Linked DNA regions of Mus musculus: region 2 is linked to region 1. The links are chromatin contacts, called in public HiChIP or PLAC-seq maps. All regions are on one chromosome and are shown on one strand. The core of a region is the stretch at or near the end of the contact, and the rest is flanking DNA. Distances in the headings are between cores, read along the strand shown.

The links. HiChIP or PLAC-seq counts read pairs in DNA pulled down with a chosen protein or histone mark.
Region 2: a contact with region 1 is called in an H3K4me3 HiChIP or PLAC-seq map of stem cell-derived neural progenitor cells, with 2.7 times the contacts expected there. The contact joins the enhancer-like site here to the promoter of Flt3 in region 1. A contact is called at or near these places in 4 of 39 promoter capture datasets (the C10 cell line, hematopoietic stem and progenitor cells, liver and 1 more), 2 of 484 Hi-C or Micro-C datasets (embryonic stem cells and nephron progenitors), 3 of 115 datasets of contacts at active chromatin or transcription factors (embryonic stem cells and stem cell-derived neural progenitor cells) and 3 of 9 other capture datasets (embryonic stem cells, liver and pancreatic islet).

The regions. Positions count from the first base shown.
Region 1 is chr5:147,398,857-147,401,903 of GRCm38.p6, forward strand. It overlaps Flt3 (FMS-like tyrosine kinase 3), which reads right to left and starts at 1,633. Exons shown (of 24, transcript NM_010229.2): 1 at 1,364-1,633. The coding sequence starts at 1,409. It overlaps Gm26597 (predicted gene, 26597), which reads left to right and starts at 698. Exons shown (of 2, transcript NR_165432.1): 1 at 698-1,043; 2 at 1,931-3,047.
Region 2 is chr5:147,632,166-147,635,451 of GRCm38.p6, forward strand. Flt1 (FMS-like tyrosine kinase 1) reads right to left here. Exons shown (of 30, transcript NM_010228.4): 14 at 2,212-2,358. Among named protein-coding and RNA genes, the nearest start is that of Gm35383, 26 kb to the right of the region's middle. Within about 2 kb of position 1,871, at least 12 of the 459 cell types and tissues checked have an H3K27ac peak or open chromatin away from gene starts, as enhancers often do. A contact at or near this core is called in embryonic stem cells and stem cell-derived neural progenitor cells, where this site is marked.

The DNA.
Region 1 (3,047 bases), core at 383-2,882:
GGAAGCTGAGTCACTCTATGTCTTGACGTACAGTGGTTATGTAGGTACACTGATATATAACAACTGGGGAGTGGACACAGAAGATTTTGCACATGTGTTGCGCTTTGAATCTGGAGAGGGACTAAGACATTTCCTACGAAGGAGTTCAGTGCGGTTTGAGCATGGCTGCAAGTCCTACTCTGATTCTGAGTTACTTCCCTAGAACCCTTTAGCCCTTTAGAAAAATCATCTCTGCTATGGGAAAGTCACTAATCTAATCTCATACACAGCCAAAGCTAACCATTTTGCATTAATAGAGCCTGAAAAGAAAAGCACGCCACGCCATGCGTTTGAGATGTCCCTGTGCATCAACTCGCTTAAGAAAGGTACAGCGTTCTCCCCATCCTTTTCCTTTATAGCCTACATTTTTTAATTTTATCATCTTTTTTTTTAAAGTAATTGGAAACCGTTTCTGCTCATTTAATGTTGCAAAATGTTTTCTCTATTTGTCACGGAAGGTTCAAGCCAGAATCCTAAATGTTGGAAATGAAGGGGAAATAGGCCACTGGGCAGACTGAGGCCAAGCCAGGAGTGCCTCAGAAGGCTGCAAAACTAGGGCAGGGCCTGATCTCCCCCCACCCCCACCCCCGACTTCTAGAACTGTCTCCAACTCCAACTCAATCCAACCCCCTTGTCTTCCCAAACAGAAAGCTGACGCGAGACCGATTAGAACTGGGCAGAATGGGGACTTTCCCCCCTATAGTTAGTTACTATTTTCAATCACAGCTATGCTTCTACCCGAACAGGCAACTTGGGAGAGTAGTCCTAGGAGTCCTTGAAAGTGTCACTAGGGTTTAATCCTAAAATAAGAAAAGTATGGAGAGGGGAAGGGTAGCTAGTTTTTAAATTTATAAATCTGTTTTGCATAGTATTTCCAAAGTAACTAGCCACTGAGTGAAGCGAAAATTGGTACAGGTGGGGGTCGTTAGCAGGGATGACCGCTCTAGCAGAGGATGCTCGCAGTTTTCCCATTAGTTTGCTCTGTCAGCCTACATCTCAAAGAGGTGAGAACGCACCGGCTCGAGAATCTATAGTACCCAGAGGTCGGGTCAGGGAGTCTCGGGCCACCTGCGCTGCTGAAGAAGACTCTCAGAGGCTGACGGAGCATCCAAGCCCAAGCCCAGGCGCGGTGGCCTGGGGACTGAGCTGCAGAGGAGCGCTGCGGAGGAGGGTGAGGGCAGGGGTGGGCAAACCAAAGCCAAGTTCACCGCTTGAAAGGGGGGACGTGAAAGAGGGGAGTGATGCGGCGGCGAGGGGAGCGCGCGGTGGGTATGAGGGAGTGATGCGCGCTCGGCCGGGGTGCAGAGGGGGTGAGGGGCCTTACCAAGCAGCAGCAGCCGCCGGTCGCTGCGCTGCGCCAACGCCCGCATGGCCTCCGGAGCGCGCGGTAGCCAGGCCGCCGGCCCAGCCTGTGATGCGGTCCCAGCGGCGCGCCCCGGGCTGCAGGTGGCTCGCTGAAGGATGCGCGTCACTGACCACAGATTCCCTCGGACTGGTGCAGAGCAGAGGGGGAGGAACCTCTCTCCAGAGGCCGCGGCCGCTCGCTGCTAGGCGGGCTGAACTGGCGCAGTGCTGCAGCCGATCCCACGTGCCCGCCGTGGTCCCCAGCCTGCGCTCCTGGCACCGGGACTGCGGCAGGGGAGACTGGGTGCGGTTCGGCTGGGGAAGTTGCCTGGACTCCGTGGTTGAGTCCCCGGACCTCTGCTTTAAACTCCTAAGGGTGAGAAGAGTGGTGACACACAGACCTCCTTCTTCATGCGCGGGGATCTTTGATGTCCCGTGATGGGCACTGAATCGGTGCCATACACTGGTAACCCCGTGAGTTTTATTCCACATCTGGTAGATCTGCATTGTGGACTGATTTTCTTTGTCTCCCTGTCCTTTCTTATAGGATGTCCAAGATTCCCATCCACCTCCGACCCAGAAAAGCAGACGCGGTTTCAAGGTCAATAAATTAGAGAGGTTAAACAGACACCCAAACAAATTAGACCGTGCACCTCAAAGGATGTTTGGAGTTGTCACCTCCTAGTTCTGGCTTTTAGTCTCATAGTGTCTCTAGGTAACAATTATTTCCCGTGCATCAAGCTGAATATTGAAAGCACAGGATAGCAGCCCTGGCTTCCCCATGAAGGAACCCTCCTGAGCCATTTGTCCTCTGTGTCCTAGTTCTCTCCCCATAATGACGTCAGTAATATCGCTCCATCACAGCAGTCCTCCGCTCCTCATTCTTTTCATCGTTTTTCTCTTCAGGCATGACCCCTGAGAGCATACAAGCACACTAACAACACTGTTTCTCCTCCACTCAGTCCACAGCACTATCAGCCTTCCCGCTAGGGGAAACTTCAAAGTGACGTCCTCCGGGCAGCCACTGTGGAAAATGACATGGGCTTGGTGCTTTAGGCATTTTAAGGTCAGGTGCCCGACGCATGGATTCCACTTCTGGAATTGCAACAGGAGCATGAAGAAACATTCCAACATTCCTGCACACCACAGTGAGACTGTCCACTGATCAGCGGCCAGACGGAGAAATATACATATGTAAAGCAGCACATTTCATCTTTAATAGGGAGGGCAATTCCCACACAGCTACCTCTCCAGCCTATTCATGGATCTTTTTTTTTTTTTAATCATCTGATAGCTTTGTGGGGCTAGAGATGTAGCTCACCGGTAGATTGCTAGCTTAGCTCTTGCAAGGCCCGGGGTTATATCATCAGCAAGAAAAAAAGTAAAAGAAAAAGAAGAAGAAAAAGAAAAAGGGAAAGAAAAAGAAACACAGACCCAAAACCTTCCAGGTGTGGAGAGTTCACTCTCCGAGACATGTGGTGCTCAGGCTGCTGAGATGTGTATCTGTGGTTATCGGTTATTCATCTGGAACCAGAAGACAAAGCTTAGGTCCAGCCCATCCCAGGACAGTTCTCAGAGGCCAGCCTTCACTTGGGAGATCACTTCTTCAAACCAGGTTTTTGTTTGCTTAGTTTGCTTTTAGGCTTTCCCCTTTAATAAAATGG
Region 2 (3,286 bases), core at 621-3,120, 230 kb after region 1:
TTTGGGTAAGCCTTTCATCTCTTTGGGTCAAGTTGTCTATTCTCCATATTGGCCTAAGAATATTCCACGATCTCTTCAGTAACTGATAACTCTATGATACAGAGCCCACCTCAAGCCAGGTATCTGTGTTACAGGATGCGCTTACTAAAGATAGTGTACAGTCTCCAAAAGCCGTTCAGTTATCACTCCCTGTACACCGGACCGAGTGTCAAGCAGTAGGAAGACACTAATGAGGCTATCTGTCCGCCAAAGGGAACTGCATATCAACTGATGATTAAAACAGAATACAGGGAGGTGAAGACACGGCTCAGCGGCTAAGAGCATGGGATGCTCTCGAAGAGGATCTGAGTTCGGTTCCCAGCACCCACGGCAGCGGCTGACACCGCCTGTAACTCCAGCTCCAGAGGAACCTGATGCCTCTGGCCTTCTCAGGCACCTGCACGCATGGGCACATGCCTACATATCTACACACAGGATTAGAAATAGACCTTTAAAAATAATAATACAGTGTGAGAATAGAATAGGTTTATATCACACACACACACACACACACACACACACACACACACACACCACCCCACACCAAGTAATTACCCCTTTATATAACCTCAGTAAGAGAGAAGCCAAAACCTTCATAAGGGAAAAAAAAAGGACGCAGGGGCAGGCTGCCTCCTTTGGGTGAGTGGGAGGCCCTTTTGGAGGGATGACAAGAAGCCAGTTCCAGTGTGCTGCATTCTTGTGACGAATGTGCTAACTCAAGAGAAGCTGTGACATGCTGGCCCTGTGCTGTGGAATGTAACCCCTCTCTGGGATATTGTCACTACTGTCAAGCTTGACTCTGCCACGGTCTCATTCCAAGGTTGGACTCACACAGGTGTTCTGAGTGGAAGACTCAATTTCAAGGCTACCCTGCACTATCACGTTGCCAAACATTTCAGATAAATGGCAATCTATTTATAATACGGGCATTGAAGCAGGCCCTTGGACATGATAGTCAAGGGGCAATTTTATGCTTTCCTACAAATGTAATTGTTAACCAAAAAAGCCAGTAAGCTTCATCCTATTTAGCCACCACACGAAGCAGGCAGGAGACATTGTTTATATTCTTTGGTTTTAGTCTAGTTGGTTTTATTTTTGAAAGACTATAACTCATACCAGTTAGTTTAAGTTAGAAAGTTGGTTTTCTTGTTTGTGTGTTTTTCTTTGTGTTTGCTTCTTTTAGGGCTGGAGAGATGTCTTAGTGGTGAAGGGTACTTGCTGCTCTTCAAGAGGACCCGAGTTCAGTTCCCAGCATCCACACCAGGAAGCTCGCAACCACCTGCAACTTCAGCTCCAGGAGAGCTAACACCCTCTTCAGGCCTCCACTGGCACCTGTACACACACACACACACACACACACACACACACACACACACTCACGCATCTAAAACAAAGAAAATGTTTTGCCTGATCAGTATAATAAAATAGTGGCCCCCCAAATTATTAAAATGAATGTAGATGAACTTTAAAAATTATAAATCTACTTTCCTGGGCTTTGTATATACTAGATGTTTAAAACTATACACTATGTGGTTGGAGAGAGAGACCAGTGATTATCAAGAGCACAGGCTGCTCTTCCAGAGGATAGCAGGTTCAACTGCTAGCATCTTCATGGTGGCTCACAGCTGTCAGGGGATCTGACACCCTCTTCCCGTCTCCTAGGATACCGGGCACTCAAGTGGTAAGCATGCATGCACAGGCAGAAGAAACACTCAAACTCACAAAGTTTAAAAAGTAACAAAAAAAAACCCTATGAAATCGCTCAGGCCGATACTGTCTTTCCTCCCTCTCCCAGTTGAAAGGTGAATGGTGCCACTTCCTGGGTGGTCTTTCCATTTCTTTCTCACTGAGCTGTTGAAGGCACTCGGGACACAGTTGTAAGGACCCTTTCTAGAGTGACTCCTTCTTGAAAGCTGAAGTGAGTGTGGTCTGCGAGCATGGTAAGTGGAAGGTTCTAGATGTCTGTCGGATAGCAGGTAAGAGCAAGCACCGGAGAGGAGGGGAGTGGTGAGGCAGGAGGATGGGATGGGGGTGGGGAGTAGTGAAGCGGGGAGGGTCAAGGGGCGGGGAATGGCGAAGGGGGAGGATCAAGGGGCGGGGAATGGCGAAGGGGGAGGATCAAGGGGCGGGGAATGGGGAAGTGGGATGAAGCAAGGGAGAAGACTCTCTTACCCGGTTCTTGTTGTATTTTGTGGTTGTTTTTGAACCAAGTGATCTGAGGCGCGGGGACACCTCTAGCTTGACAGTCTAAGGTCGTAGAGCCACTGATGGAGACCTCGTAGTCACTGAGGTTTTGAAGCAGGTGTGGCGCTTCCGAATCTAGCGAGGAAAGAGAGGGGGTGTGGTTATTTATATTGCACAATCAGATGGACATCTTAATAGAGACAAGCCCAAGGTAAGGCTTCAACATGCATTTGTCGATTTTTCTTTTCACTGATTAAAGCTACGGCTTCCCTTAAGAAAACGTGATAACAAATTGTAATGTGCTACAATGTAGGTAAATAAAGAACTAGGTTGGACTCTATATTTTTAGATACTAATACACCAACTCACTTTCTTCTTTAATAAAGAAAAGCATTACTAAAACGCAAATATTTCATATTTTTCTAGAGCTAAACATGAAACACATGGTTGTGTGTGTAGAGGTTTTGGGGTTGGGTTTTTTGTTTTGTTTTGTTTTGTTTTAACATTCCTATTGCACATGCGTGATGGGCCAATATCATCTTACATCTTATGTTTGTTCTCTGGACTGAGCCCGACGGCTGATGGCTCCTGTGTTTGAAATGAATTTCATGGACTGGGTTGTGTTACTCCATAGTCTACACTTCGAGGCAGCAGACCAAACAGGAAAATTCTGAAATCATTCAATGCTTTATTGGTCACTCCCCTCCCTCCCCTCCCTCTCCCCCAAATACAAGCAACGAAAAAGTTCATTCAAGAGGCAGAGGCACAAATTTGTAGGTTTTGCGCTATATAATAGCACAAGTATTGTATTTTATATTATTTTCTCTTAAAACATACAAATATGGTACAATACAATTTATTTTAATAAAATGCCAACCAATATAGTACAACAAAAAATGAATTTAATACATTAAGATGCAATACATTATAATATTAAAAATACCACACAGGAACGGCAGTACCCTCCAGGGCCCCCGTGAGTACAGTGTCTCAGTTTAATGGAGTAGTTATTCAGTCCTGCTGACGTGTATACATTCTAGTGAGGTGGCCTCAAGCCCAAGGG